3 separate regions of the Mus musculus genome follow, and all the other regions are linked to region 2. A link is a contact called in public HiChIP or PLAC-seq data. All regions are on one chromosome and are shown on one strand. The core of a region is the stretch at or near the end of the contact, and the rest is flanking DNA. Distances in the headings are between cores, read along the strand shown. Region 1 overlaps Ipo8 (importin 8). Region 2 holds the start of Dennd5b (DENN/MADD domain containing 5B). Region 3 overlaps Bicd1 (BICD cargo adaptor 1).

Region 1 (4,822 bases), core at 643-3,142, 280 kb before region 2:
GCAAAATCTGTCTGAAAATGCCAAGGGCTGGGGATGTGGCTCATGGAAAAGGCCCTGGGTTGGTTTGTTATGCAGCAATGGGAAGGAAGGAAGGAGGAGAGGGGGGAGGGTGAGAAGGGAGGAGGAAGGGAGGGGAGGGGGGAGAGAGGGAAGGGGAGAGAGAGGAAAGAAGGAAGGAAGGGAGGGAGGGAGGGAGGGAGGGAGGGAGAGAGGGTGGGTCAATCCAAGACTAGTAATTTTATATGGAAATTCTTTTAGTATTTAAGTTAACTCTCATCAAACCATAATTCATCCTATGAAATGAAAGTTGATCTGCTAGCTTAGACACACACATCATTCTGCAGGGTAAATAACATGGAAAAATTTTTCTCATATCACCCTTCGCTGAGAGTAAATATACTTTACAAGCCTGGATGTTCTCAGTTCACTTGTATGGTTGCCAATCTAAAATTATTTTCTAAATAGAAAGTCTATACAACTTTCTAAACTATCATCTTAAAGAACAAAAACTACATGGGCTGTGATCTCAGCACTCAGGAGGCTAAGGCAGGAGGATGGCTGTGCGTTCAAGGCCAGCTTGATCTACCAAGTGATACTGTCTCAAAACAAAGAAAAACTACAGGACTGCATATACAAAAGCAGCGCTCATCTTAAAACCCCCAAAAATAACATTAACTGCCATCCAAGTCTTGTACCTCACCAGCAACTTTCATGGAAATGTCCCAAAGAACTTTATACTTCCTACCTTTTCTCATCAGAAAAGTGTCTGATTTCTGTATCTGAGGTATATCTACAGCAACAGCTAAAGAAAGTTCCACCACTCGCTGCCTTGGAACTCAGCAGTGTACACCGGAAAGGCTGACCGCCACTGACCAACTGCAGCAAGTGAACACACTGTTTGTCTCAGCGTTTTCCACAATGAACTGATTTTGCCAAGCTCCACAGCAGACTGCTCTACGAGCCTGAGGCTGCAGGACACTGTCTCTCTTTACTAGTAGAAATGAACTTACTCATATGTCTTCACCAGCTGATATAAGCACAGTAAACTGCCAAGCCAGCTCCCACTGTTTGGTGACTGCAAGTAGTAGTCTATCTTGTCGACCACTGCAGGCCAGTGACCAGGAAAATCGTGTCTAATGATGACTCGGAGACACATTGTTAACTGGACTCTGTGAGGTGGGAAAGAAAATGCGCAAATTCAAGCAGTTAAGAGTATCATCCCCCAAAGAACTACAATATTGATATAATGTTCTCCAACTCCCTTTACGTTTGTTATACACCTACAGTCAGGCACCACTGAGCATGGATAACATTGAGAAATGTGTCATTAGCAAGTTCAAATTTGGGTGAACACCAGAGTGTACCTTTATAACTTAGATGCTCATCCAGTTACATCTAAGGAGATATAATCACATGGGACACCACTGTATACATTGCAAACTTACGTAGCAAAAGACTATACATGTAGCCACCATGTGAGAAAAAGTAATCCTGCTAAAAAACCTTCTCAGTGGCACAATTTACTGAGAATAAACAGAATGGGGGAACCTCTCAAATAAATGAAACCTCCATCTTACCCTAAAGGTATTTTAGTGGGCCCTGCACCTCACTTGGACAGCACAATAGATCTCACCCTGGTGGAGGGAGTGAGGGTGAGCTAGACACGAGGGTATGAGCACAAAAGAGCTGTCCCTGCCACCCATCTGCCATGAGGTGGTGTGGAGGTGATACCCTCTCACCCTCACCATCTGCAGCAGTGAGTAGAGCTGGCCCTGGGGTCATGAGAGCAGGAGATCTGGTCCTGCCCTCACCAGCTGCAGTACTGGGGAGAGTGGGCCCCACACCTTAACTGGGGAGCACAGTCGAGCTGGCTTTTATGGCATGGGTGGAGGTGAGTCATAAGCACCGAAGGCATGAGAGTGGGAGAGCTGACCCTGCCCCTTGCCAGCTGCAGCACTGGGTGAACTAGCTGAGGCATTGCTGGAGAGCTCACCAGTACTGTGGGTGCAGGAGAGCTGGTGGGCTGATCAACTCAGTGATCACTTAGGCCCAGATGCAGGGCCTTGAGTTGGTCCACCCCAACATCTACCTCAGCTATGAGCTGCAGAAGCATGTGAACGGAAACCCAAAGCTGCAGGATCTCCATGACACAGGGCCACAAGAGGAGGAGTCCTGATGAGGATCCAGGATTGATGCTATAGCAGAAGCCAGAGGCCTTGAGCCAGACCAATGACTCATTGCAATAAACATTTACAAATAATGATGTGTAAACAGAAGGGCCTACTGTGGGACACACTGTGACACATTACAGCTTCTATGAAGAGATTTTTTTTTTATGTTTTGTCTTTTGCTTCATTTTCTTTGTGGGGATGCAAGGGCAGAGGGCGGATATGAAGGGACGAGGATATATGGTGTGAAAATCACAAAGAATCAGTAAAAAGTTAAAAAATAAACTTTAAAAGATTGTCAAAAAATTCAAAGTATACAGCAAATCTACCTCAACTCTGTAAAAATTCTTACTTGTTTTATTTTATATTTGAGTCTTCATATCCAGAAGGAGCAGCATATATAGGGTCCTGGGTTTGATCTACAGCACACAGAGAGAGAAAGAAACAGAGAGAGAGAGAAACAGAGAGAGAGAAAAACAGAGAGAGAGAAAGAAAGGGAGAGAGAGATACAGAGAGAGAAAGACAGAGACAGAGAGACAGACAGAGGCACACAGAGAGAAGGGATAACAACATATAGATTATGTATACACATGCAGATAGATGATACATACATAAATATATACAGAGATATGCCAACACATAGATGATGATAGATAGATGATAGATATGTATATATACGGACAAATATAGATATATAGGCAGACAGATACACATGTGACTACCAAATGGGCAAGCCTAGGGCTGGTGTGTGGTTCATTGGTAGAGTACCTCTCTGTGTATAAAGTATATGTATACATATACACACATCTGTCAACTGGATAAACCTAGCTCTCATCAGTTAAGAAAGAGACAGTATGGTATATTGTACCTGTGAAAATACACACTAATTCTTGTACTGTAAATACAACAAATATGAATTTACAAGGCAATTTCTGAAAAATAGGAAATTGAAGAACCACTACCAAAGAAATAAGTGGGGGGAAAAAGCAACAAAAGAAACAGAAAAAGGAATATGCAAGATGCTATCCCACAGCATTTAGTACAGTCATCACTTCTCAGTGAGATCTCATCTGTAACTAGGATTGAAAAGAAAACAAAGGGGAAGCAAAAATGTTCCTTCTACAAAGTACCACTGTTACTACCAAGTATGTCCTCATGAAATCATTTGATTAGAGAATTAGCCTGCCAAAATTAGAATTCCAAACTGTAATTTCTGCTGAGCTGTTCATTTGTGAGGAACTTTTACGTAGCCTAGACTGGAGATGACCTTAAACTTCTGATGCACCTGCTTCTATGTCCCAAGTATTGGGATTCACACATGTACCACTGCACCCTACTACACTACACCATTGCATGCAGTGCTAGGAACTGAACCCAAGGTCTCATGCATGCTAGGAAAGCAGCCTACCAACTAAGCTACCTCCTCAGTCCCAGGGTTCCAAATGGTAAAAAATAAATAATAAACTAGTGTTCAGTCGGGCATTCAACAACGTAGATCTATAAAAATTGAGGAAAAAAATTAAGCTGCATATTGTATCTTCCTTACGGTACAAAAGGGATTTTCTCTGCAGTACTTGTAAATGAAATTAGACAAGATGAAGCAGTACCTTCAAAGGTCCTTAGTTCATAAGAGGAGCAAAGCCACCGAGAACTCTCATAAAACACAGGGGTTTCCTGTCTACTACTCCAACACAGGCATAAAGCATAGCTAAAAGTTTTCACTTTTTAGGATTTCATCTTGAGATGGGCCTCGTGGTCCCTCATTTCTCAGTTCAAGCCAAGTGCAAGACAGGTAAGGAGAGCTACCCCTGCGTGCTGCTTTAGAACCACCGGGAGATCCAGGAAATCCGGGAAACAAGCATCCTCACAGACGAACAGACAATGGTTTTTGAGAGGTTCCTGGGACACAACTGGCATATGGGGAACCAATGAGAATAAGGATGCTCTTCTTCAGTGAGTACCTGTGCTCTCCCAGCTACAGAAACAACTACGCAATAATTCAACGTCCCCACCATCCATCCCTTGCACTCCCCCTCCATCTGCAAAGGAAATTTCATTACTGGCTCATATGTTGAAGGAAATTTGTTTCTATTCTGAGATTGCGAAATTCGTAACTCCACAGCTATGCTGTCTAATATATAGAACTAAAGACGCATTTTCTGGTCTGGAAACATAGCTTAGTTGATAAAAACTTGCCCAGTATACAAGAGGTCTCTGCTTAAGCTCCAGCTCTACATTTCTTAATCTTAGCAGCATACAGCTGTAATCCCAGCAATTGAGAATGGAGACAGGAGGACTAGAAGTTCAAGGCCATCCTTGGTCACACAGTATACTTGAGACTAGCCTGGGATATATGAGACCTGTCTCAAAAAAATAAAAAATACATAGACACAAACAAAGCTGAAGACTATACCTAATAGTCCCAGCCAAGGCCAAATGCCTCCTCAGATCATGCAGACAGGGTGTGGCCTACCTCACCAAATCTGGAGACCGAATTATCCCTTCCACAATGTTGTCACGGATCTGCTGCCGGTCGTTCTCATGAATATTGAATGGAAATATCACTTCTCCTGGTGGAGGCTCCCTGTCTGGCCAGTATTGTGTCACCATGTTCTTCAGGTAGATGGCAGCTGAGTTTAAGAGAAAAACAGATG
Region 2 (4,786 bases), core at 2,201-4,700:
GAGATGGCTCAGTGGTTAAGAGCACCGACTGCTCTTCCAAAGGTCCGGAGTTCAAATCCCAGCAACCACATGGTGGCTCACAACCATCCGTAACGAAATCTGATGCCCTCTTCTGGAGTGTCTGAAGACAGCTACAGTGTACTTACATATAATAAATAAATGAATCTTTAAAAAAAAAAAAAGTAGTCATGATTGGAGAGATGGCTTAGCAGTTAGGAGCACCTTTTACTCTTCTGGAAGACACTAGTTTAGTTCATTCACACTGGGCATCTCATAACTGCCTGTAATTCTAGCTCCAAGGAATCCAATACCTTCTGGTCTCTGTGGATACCCATGCATATACATACACACTGGTGAGAAATTTAATTTAACATCTTAGTAAACGAACAAAAAAAAATAGAAGGGAATCACAAGAAATCTTAGGTCTACAGAACTTGTCTGGGTAATTCTGCACCATTTGTCTTCCTCTAACTGTAAATGTGTTCCGAGCTAAAAAGAGAAGAATTGTCAATATCAGCAAAAGAGATCCGTGGAATGAAGAGTGGGTCTTACGATTTGTTTTCTACCAATTTTTATCCATATGTCCCTCTTTCACTGTCTCCCATTCATCCCTTCCACCAGGGACAAGATGGTTTATAAATGATTCACAATAAATAAGACCTGTTGGTGTTTCCACTAAAAAGATGTTTCTTTCTGGCACACAAACTTTCAAGGCTTGGAGGTATGGCTGTCAATGAACCAATGAAGAAATAAGTACTGACAGGAGTGGGAAGACCCAAACAAAATAACACTGACATAATCACCTCAGGGTTACCAATGTCTATGTTTTTAAAAACTGTGAGATCACAGGCATTGTTTTTGTGAACAATTGCATGAAAAAGTAAAGCCAAGTATGAAAGCACATAGATAAGTTTATTTATTCAAAAAAAGGATACACTTAAGACAGGAGATAGGAAACTTTTTTTAAAAAAAAATCTTATCTTGTTATCCCAGCCACTTAAACTTCCTTAAAGGTTAAGTTAAACTGGAAAGAAATTAGCTTAGAAAATAAAACACCTGCCAAATAGCTGTATGATTCCTAAACCTTAAATCTGTAAATTCCTAGTATGCAGGGGTCACAACCACCCCTAATTCTAGTTCCAGACAATCCAACACCCTCCACTCTCTTCTAAATGCTGAAGGCACCAGACATGCACATAAACATTCATACACATAAGATAAATCTAAAAAAAAAATTAAAAACAATTCCTTCATTATATTACTAGCACAGAATATATTTTTTCAGATTTTTATACTGTTTAAGTGTGTGTGTGTGTGTGTGTGTGTGTGTGTGTATTAGAGAAAATGCCCTCAGAGGCCAAGTGTGTCAGCTCCTTTAGAACTAGAACTAGAAGTGCTTATAAGCCTCCTAATCTGGGTGCTAAGAATCAAACTTGGGTCCTCCTTCAGCAAGAGTAGTGCATGTTTTCACTGAGCCGAGTATTCCGCTGGCCCAAGAATCTTTCTCTTCTAAGTAGTAATACAATAAGAACAATCAAAAGAACAATAGGAGATACTGCTTTATGAAGACTGAGGTGAATGGAAAGGGCAAATACAGGCTTTTTTATTTCATCATTCACCTGTCATAGAAGGCCCAAGAAATCCTAGTTGTTTAGAGGAGTCCTAGAAAAATATATTTTTTACTAGCCCAAAAAAACTCTTTCTCCAAAATCACTATTGCAGACACCCCCCCCCCCTGCAACTTCATGTCCCTTAACTATACTATTCTTAACATGTACATGAAATCTTAGCTGAAGAAACAGTAGGATTATATAATTATACATACAGGGAAAACTTGGTATTTCATTATTCCTCTAAAACTATACTTAGTTTTTGTTAACATTTTACTGTGAAGCTGACTTAATAATATGCTCAATTAAGACGTGAGACTGTATTAGTAAAGGCTGACCCGTTTTGTTTACTATCATTTATTATTTAATACATTCTTCCCAGCCCTTTCCTCAAAGGAAGAGAGAAAAAAATCTATACTAGTGCAATCAACCTGGGATGGTATATTCCAAAAAAGCTGCTGTGAAAGGCTATGACCTAAGTGTTTAGCACTGACACAAATAAAGTTCTGGTGGTAGGCGTTATGTGTCTCACCCTTACCAAAAAAAAAAAAAAAAAAAAAAATCACAATTCAGATTCCAAGGAGGAAAGCGGAATGAAAAATTCAGTCAGTCATTTCTCCCCGGCCTGCTTTCTACATTTCGCATTCCCCGGTCCCTACCATCCTTCAACTGCCCGGGTTCCCAGGGTACGTTCCCCAGCTCAGTCCCGCACTGCGTCACCAAACCCGTCAAATGGGGGCCATGCTCCTCCAGTGACACCTCGGCAGTGATTCACGGCGCGCCCCTCTTGGGGAGGATTGTCCAACTACATCAACTCAGGAACCAGGCAGGGGTATCAACAAAGCATCAGGCCGCAACCCAAGCGTCCAAAGGTCCTCGCTAGCTCGCGGCACTGGCACTGCCAAATCCACAGGATTCCAAAGGGTGACTCGCTCGTCATCGCAGAACCAGGGGGAGGGGTGGCGCCGACCCAGAGCGGTCGGGGTCGATCCCGCTGGGCCTCCTGCCCGAGCGGACCTCACCGTAGCCCCGCGGTCCCGACTCCTTCATGGAGCTGCCGACCACCGCATCCGCCGCCAGGGCCAAACTTCACGAACCACTGCACAGCCCGGTCCCGCGCACCATGAGCCACCCGCGAGCAGCGGAGGGTCGGGCCCTCTGGGGACCCGCGCCGGTTACAAGGACCCAACACCCAGGGGCTTAGCCAGAGCGCGGAATTAACAACAATGTCATTATGTCGCCCACGAGTGCCCATCTAGCCGGAGCGCGGCTATAGCCGCCGACTTTTTGTCTGGAGCCCGCACCTCGCCTCCCTAGCGCCTCCAAAGCCAGCCCGGCCTTACCCGCCAGCTCGTCGGGCTCCAGCCCGCTGTCCGCATCGATCCCGCACAGCACGAAGTAGTGCGCGAAGCGACAGGCGGCCGGGGAGGACCCCGAGCCCGGGCCCGGCGCCGCGCTGCTACCGCTCATCCCGCCGCGCTGCCGGTGCGACCGTCGCTGGGGTTCGCGGAGGAGGCTCTCCGGCGTGAACCGATGAGAAGCCTCGCTGAGAAGCGTCGCAGGCTTCCCTCGCGGAGGAGGCCACCGCGGCGCTCCGACTGCGGTCTCCGCCGCGACCCTAGGACGAGCCCGGCGCGCCCATGGCCGCGCAATCGCCGCGGCCGGGATCCTTCTAGACGCTGGTACCGAGGAAGCGGCCTCGGGCTCGCGCGCGGACCGGAGGGCGGGCGGGATTCCGCCGCGGCGGGGGAGGGGCGCGCAGGGGGAGTGTCAGCTAGGGAGGCCCGCGCCGCCGCGGCTGCGCCCGCTGGAGCGCAGCGTCTGGCGCCCGCGGGTCAACTGAACCGCGCTGCGCGACGGGAGCGCCCGCAGAGCTCGGTGGCGCGCGGTTCGGGGCGCGCACCAGTGAGCTCGGAGGATCGGGGGCGCGTCTGGGTGCGTGCCCACCCGCGGTAATATTGAGGAAACCTCTCTTGCACGGTGCAGCCCCCAACAGTCGGTTGAGCACGAGCCGCAGAGCAGGATCGTATCTTCCAGAGAGGATGTCGCCCAACCCAACCTAAACAATAACGTAGCTTTGGAAAAGGGAGACAGCACGCTGAGGTCATTTCCCACAACGTCTGTACCGTATTTTTAAACTGTCATGCAGATGCTTAAACCATTTTAAGATCCTAGTCCCCGGCAGGACGTGGTGACTCACATCTATAATTCCAGCACTCCTGTGACTGAGGCAGGAGGATCCGGAGTTGGAGATGAGCCTCTCTACCTAGTGAGACTCCATCTCAACACACACAAAAATGAGGAGGGTAAATAACAACCTGGGTAATTGACTCTTAGCTTCTATCGTACCTTCCAATAATCTTCCGGAACCCTTGAAATGACTTCTCTTACCATTTTAGCTGGATTGTACTTGGGATGGGGAGTATTTATGCTTCCTGGTTCATTCTTTCCAGTATCTATAGAACCTTGGGTCCCACTTGACCTGCCATTTATATTTTAGTGAAGGAAAGAATGATGATAATCTAGGTAGTATCAGGATGGTGCTACTGGGAAAATAACCAACTTTGAAATCTGTAATGTATATGGACATTTAATGTTATGCAATTATTGCTTCTATTATACAGAGTACACATAAAAATATTTTACTGAGTATTTCTATTTTTGTTGGTGGCTTCTTGCAGGATGTTAGATTCTAAGCTAGTCAAATATAGCAGAAAACTGATTTATTGTTTGTGCTAATCAAGAAACATGCTTTCTGTTCATTTGAGCAGTAACTGATTTATAAAATTGTAAACAGTAATGATTTAGTTTTGTTTTATTAACATATATAGAATACTGTATTTAATCATGACATTTCCATACATGTACTTTCTTGTTTTGTTTTTTGAGACAGGGTTTCTTTGTGTGACAGCTCTCGCTGTCCTAGAACTCTATTTGTAGACCAGGCTGGCCTCAAACACACAGAGATCCTCCTGCCTCTGCCTTCTCAGTGCTGGGATTAAAGGCATGTGCCACCACAACCCAGCTTCATGTACATATTTTGATCATATCTTTTTATAACCTTCTTGTACCCCCTGTCCCACCCCATTCCCTCTGATCTCCTTCCTTTTCACACCAACTCCTTCTGCTTTCATTTCTTTAACCTTTTTGGTGATCAAATAAGTTCACCAAACTTA
Region 3 (4,577 bases), core at 1,103-3,602, 350 kb after region 2:
ATTATTATTTTATGAGTGTTTTGCCTGCATATATATATGTGCACCACATGTATTCCCGGTGCCTGCTGAAGTCAGAGAGGGAATTGGATATCTTGGGACTGGAGTTATAGACACTTATGAGCCACCATATGGGTGCTGGGAATCAAACACAGGTTCTTTTCAAGAGATGCTCTTAACCTTTGAGTCATCTCTCTAGTCCCCAGATTTTTGTTTTTGATATGTGAAATTATAAATCATGTTATTGAAAGTCTAAATGAAATAAAATCTGATTCAAAAATGTAGAATTTACTTTCACTTATCAAATCCCGTTTTTCCTTTTCTTTCTTTCTCTCTCTCTCTCTCTCTCTCTCTCTCTCTTTCTTTCTTTCTCTTTCCTTCTTTCCTGTTTTCTATGTATTTCCAGCTGGTCTAGAACTCACTATGTAGATCAGGCTGGCCTTGAACTCACATATATCTGTTTACCTGCTCTGTCAGATTAATGGCATGCACCACCATGTTGGGTCTTTTTTTTTTAATGAGTTTTATGCGTTTTTAAAATGTAGAACATATATATTACTATATATTATTATATATATAATGCTTAATGTATATACAAAGTGCTTGATATATAATGTATACTAATATATACAAAACATGTTATATATAACATATTAAGCATTTTGTATTTTTATGTCAATAGGACTGAAGAGTTTTATTTCTATATGTTATTAATATAATAAAATACATTTTTCTAACCTTTTACTTTACTGCATTTATTACATGAAATTGGACAAACTTTCTGTCATTAAGCTATATCCCTTCTCTAAGATGACCATTTGAAATACTGTATTTCTGTTTGGTGTCATGGAACTGATTAAGGAGACACAGAAGAGGTGAATTTTTTTAAAAGGAAGCAATACATTAACTGATTATAGATATTTGCATAGAACAATAGTTATTGAAAAGATTTATAGGGCTGGAGAGATGGCTCAGCGGTTAAGAGCACTGTCTGTTCTTCCAGAGCTCCTGAATTCAATTCCCAGCAACCACATGGTGGCTCACAACCATCTGTAATGGGATCTGATGCCCTCTTCTGGTGTGTCTGAGGACAGCTACAGTGTACTTATATATAATAAGTAAATAAATCTTTAAAAAAAGAAAAGATTTATAATGATGAAATATTTGGAAACAGCATAAAAACAAATCAAATGAAAGTATTTGAAGTTGTTAAAGATAACACTATATACATGTTTAGAATGTGTTTTAACTGAAAATTAGCTAGCAAGTCTTTTTATCTCAAGCTGGATTATTTTATATTCATATGATTTTGTGATTATAGACTGTTTTGTTTTATAACCATAAAGGAGAAATGAGAAGTTATTTCTACCAGTAAAAAAAAGCACAGTTACATCTCTTCAAATAAACTGTACTTTTCTTGGGGTAGCTGTAATTTTACGAACTTTGATCATTGCTTTAATTAGATGGAAGGATAGTTGAGGATAGTAGTCCCTTCAGAACCCACTGAATTCACCCATTCATAGTATACAGAGGTCAAATTGCATGTGGCAGTGATGAGAGAGACACAGCACAACATTACGGTGAGAGGGCATGAATGTACAAGAACAGAAAAAAAAAAAAAAGCCCTGGTCAGAGTTTCTTCTATTGGACTTCAGTTCTTGCTAACCCTGTGTCAGCTAAACAGACATGACCATGATTGTTACTAGGGCTAAGCTACAGTTTTAAGGAAAATGCTTAAAGTTTTATGGCCTGAATCGTATTTCCATCATAGAGTTGGCCTGCGTAGGCCTATTAAGATCTGAGAGCTTATTACATTTGACCCCCATTACATATTTTCATATATCATATTTTATTTTTTCTAACTTACCTCTAACTCTCAAAATTTATTAGTTTTGTTTTTGTTTGTTTGTTTGTTTGTTTGTTTGTTTCAAGACAGGGTTCCTCTGTGTAGCCCTGGCTGTCCTGGAACTCACTCTGTAGACCAGACTGTCCTCGAACTCAGAAATCCGCCTGCCTCTGCCTCCCAAGTGCTGGGATTAAAAGCATGCACCACCACTGCCCTGTTGCAGTATATCTCCTCCCAAATATGCCCAGGCAATGAAAACACAACACAGTTAATTTGATTACATACTGTGCGCCTAGATTGGGCAGATCTACTGCTATACTACCATCTTCCACGCTTATGAGACCCCTTAGAACTTGCAGTTTCTCCAAGCCATGTGTTTCTGCTCTGCTTTTCTTCATCTTCCTCCTCTGCATCCTCTCCCTTTTCCATTTTCTCCTTCTTCTCTCTCCCACCATCTGTTCCACTTTTCCTTTTATCTGCCCAATCATCAGCTCTCCTTTATTTTACAAATTAAGGTGGGAAGCAGGTTTACAGGGAATTACCTAAGTGCTGACTCATTCCTTGTTCACAACCCCTCACAGGAGAAGGGAATTAACATCAAATATAATTAGCCCCAGGGCTATACACAACACTGCCCAGCCAGTTTTAAAAAATATTTTTATTTTTTTGAAAATATCAAACTTGTATACAATGTATTTTTTTATCACATTTCTCAACCAGTCCTCCCCCTAATTTTTCCACTCTGGTTGTTATTCTGTCTCACACAGTTCATACCTGGGCAAGAATATTGATAACTTTTTTCAACTAGTAGCATGCAGAGCACTTTCTGGTACTATAAAAGCTAGCCGGCAGAAGGAAGCTTTGAGGTCAATAACAACTTGATGTGGTGCCTTCACCAATAGGGCCTCAAAGTTCTGTTGGGAAAAGAAATAGCCTGTATTATTTTGGGGTCTTTGGTATCAACTACTTGAGGGAAAATAGCCTACATCTGCCACTGGGCTTTATTTTGCAACATAAGCTCCGAGCATTATACTCTTTGTAAGGTAACTCAAATTAAGTTCTTTAATAATAGGATTCAGTATGCCCTTTTAAATTTCTCTAGCATTAGCTATCTCTCCCCTCACTACCTCTTTTAACAGAGGGGAGCTCCTTTTATTTTCTTTTCCCTTTCCACCTTTCTCTTAGACAGCGTATCATTATGTAGCCCTTGTTGATATGGGACTCGATATATAAACCAGGCTGATTATGAACTCACAAAGATCCATCTGCTTCTGCCTCCTGAGTGCTGAGATTAAAGGCCTACACCACCACACCTGACTTTTTTTTTTCTCCGTGTAAAGTAGGAAACATATGGAAAATATACAATATTAACTAAAAAGAACATTGTGTTTTCATAGTTTTGTAAAGGTCACCGAAACATAAATAAATCTGAAAGGATATACCTTTTTTAAAGGGCTCATTCCCCACAAAGAAGACACTTTGCTTAGCAGTTTTCTGTGTAAAGTTTTCTGTAGAGGGTTAAAAAGGCCTTGTGCACACAGATATTGATTAAACACACAGCTTATCTCTTCAATGAAATGAGGTGTGTAGCTGCTCTTCTTGGAATATCTAGGAATGATATAGTTTTACAACCCAGTGATCCTTTGTTGTCTGATGAGATAGACTCTGCCTGTATTTCCCAGAATGTGTTTTTACTTATCCTAGATCCTTTCCACCTAAGTCCTGAGCATTGCTTCTAGGCCATAAAACCATCCTTAAGTCCTGAGCATTGCTTCTAGGCCATAAAACCATCCTTCTGAGTGATATCACTTGTACTTTACAACAGCCTAAATGACTTTTATGTTATCTTAGGTCCTGGGCAATCTTAACACTCACAGGCATTACATTTATCACAGTTAAGCTCCCTAGAGCCTAAATCTTGGGCATTATCTTTGAGTAAATAGTACCCATTTTGTGAAAGAAGCCAGATACACTTTGTACAGAATCTCAATGTAAACATGTTTTAAATTGTGTACGTGGGATTGAGTTCATTATTATCAGAAAACCCCTTTTTCAAAATTGTGCTGTGCTTAAATATGGCTAAAGGAAAATGATCTGAGCCAGTCTCTAGAAGTGCTGATTACAACAAAATTGGACTAAGTTTCATTCTTGTCTTTTCTGTGAATCTTTTTCGCCTGGTCTGCTGTGAAGCCTGCAGGGAACCAAGAAGACATCTGCATGTCTTTGTGTTTTGTACCAAGCCTGGATGCTGCTTTTGCCAGAAACAATTCCAAGATCTTATTCATATTTTAAATACATTGCGAAATCAATTTCTAGATGAATTTCACATTACAAAGTAAAAGCTTTGTGTTATTGATATATTTATGATTCAGTATTAACTAAAGTTAAAACTGACAGAAAATTAGTGATTCCCTCTTAAAATAGATAGTATACATTTTGAAGTAAATTGTTTTTCTTCCTACCCAGTACTTAAAGTCTGATAATGTGATAGGTTGAATATTTAAAGAATATATTTTTTTTCTTTTTTTTTTCTTTTTTTTTGGTTTTTTCGAGACAGGGTTTCTCTGCGCAGCCCTGGCTGTCCTGGAACTCACTCTGTAGACCAGGCTGGCCTTGAACTAAGAACTCTGCCTGCCTTTGCCTCCCGAGTGCTGGGATTAAAGGCGTGCACCACCACCACCTGGCAAGAATATAAATTTTTGCTTCCTTATTTCCCAGTGTGTTAATTTTACTA

The links. HiChIP or PLAC-seq counts read pairs in DNA pulled down with a chosen protein or histone mark.
Region 1: an HNF4G HiChIP or PLAC-seq map of pancreatic cancer cells shows a contact between it and region 2. The contact joins the enhancer-like site here to the promoter of Dennd5b in region 2. A contact is called at or near these places in 8 of 484 Hi-C or Micro-C datasets (cardiomyocytes, cerebellar granule neurons, cerebellum and 5 more), 4 of 115 datasets of contacts at active chromatin or transcription factors (embryonic stem cells and pancreatic cancer cells) and 1 of 9 other capture datasets (liver).
Region 3: an H3K4me3 HiChIP or PLAC-seq map of embryonic stem cells shows a contact between it and region 2, with 15 read pairs. The contact joins the enhancer-like site here to the promoter of Dennd5b in region 2. A contact is called at or near these places in 1 of 484 Hi-C or Micro-C datasets (bone marrow-derived macrophages), 7 of 115 datasets of contacts at active chromatin or transcription factors (embryonic stem cells, large pre-B cells and stem cell-derived neural progenitor cells) and 1 of 9 other capture datasets (pancreatic islet).

The regions. Positions count from the first base shown.
Region 1 is chr6:148,816,954-148,821,775 of GRCm38.p6, forward strand. Ipo8 (importin 8) reads right to left here. Exons shown (of 25, transcript NM_001081113.1): 3 at 4,642-4,798; 4 at 1,011-1,169. Among named protein-coding and RNA genes, the nearest start is that of Ipo8, 12 kb to the right of the region's middle. Within about 2 kb of position 1,893, at least 22 of the 459 cell types and tissues checked have an H3K27ac peak or open chromatin away from gene starts, as enhancers often do. A contact at or near this core is called in pancreatic cancer cells, where this site is marked.
Region 2 is chr6:149,098,230-149,103,015 of GRCm38.p6, forward strand. It overlaps Dennd5b (DENN/MADD domain containing 5B), which reads right to left and starts at 3,451. Exons shown (of 21, transcript NM_177192.3): 1 at 2,954-3,451. The coding sequence starts at 3,080.
Region 3 is chr6:149,453,914-149,458,490 of GRCm38.p6, forward strand. All of the region lies in intron 1 of Bicd1 (BICD cargo adaptor 1), which reads left to right. Among named protein-coding and RNA genes, the nearest start is that of Bicd1, 47 kb to the left of the region's middle. Within about 2 kb of position 2,353, at least 12 of the 459 cell types and tissues checked have an H3K27ac peak or open chromatin away from gene starts, as enhancers often do. A contact at or near this core is called in embryonic stem cells, where this site is marked.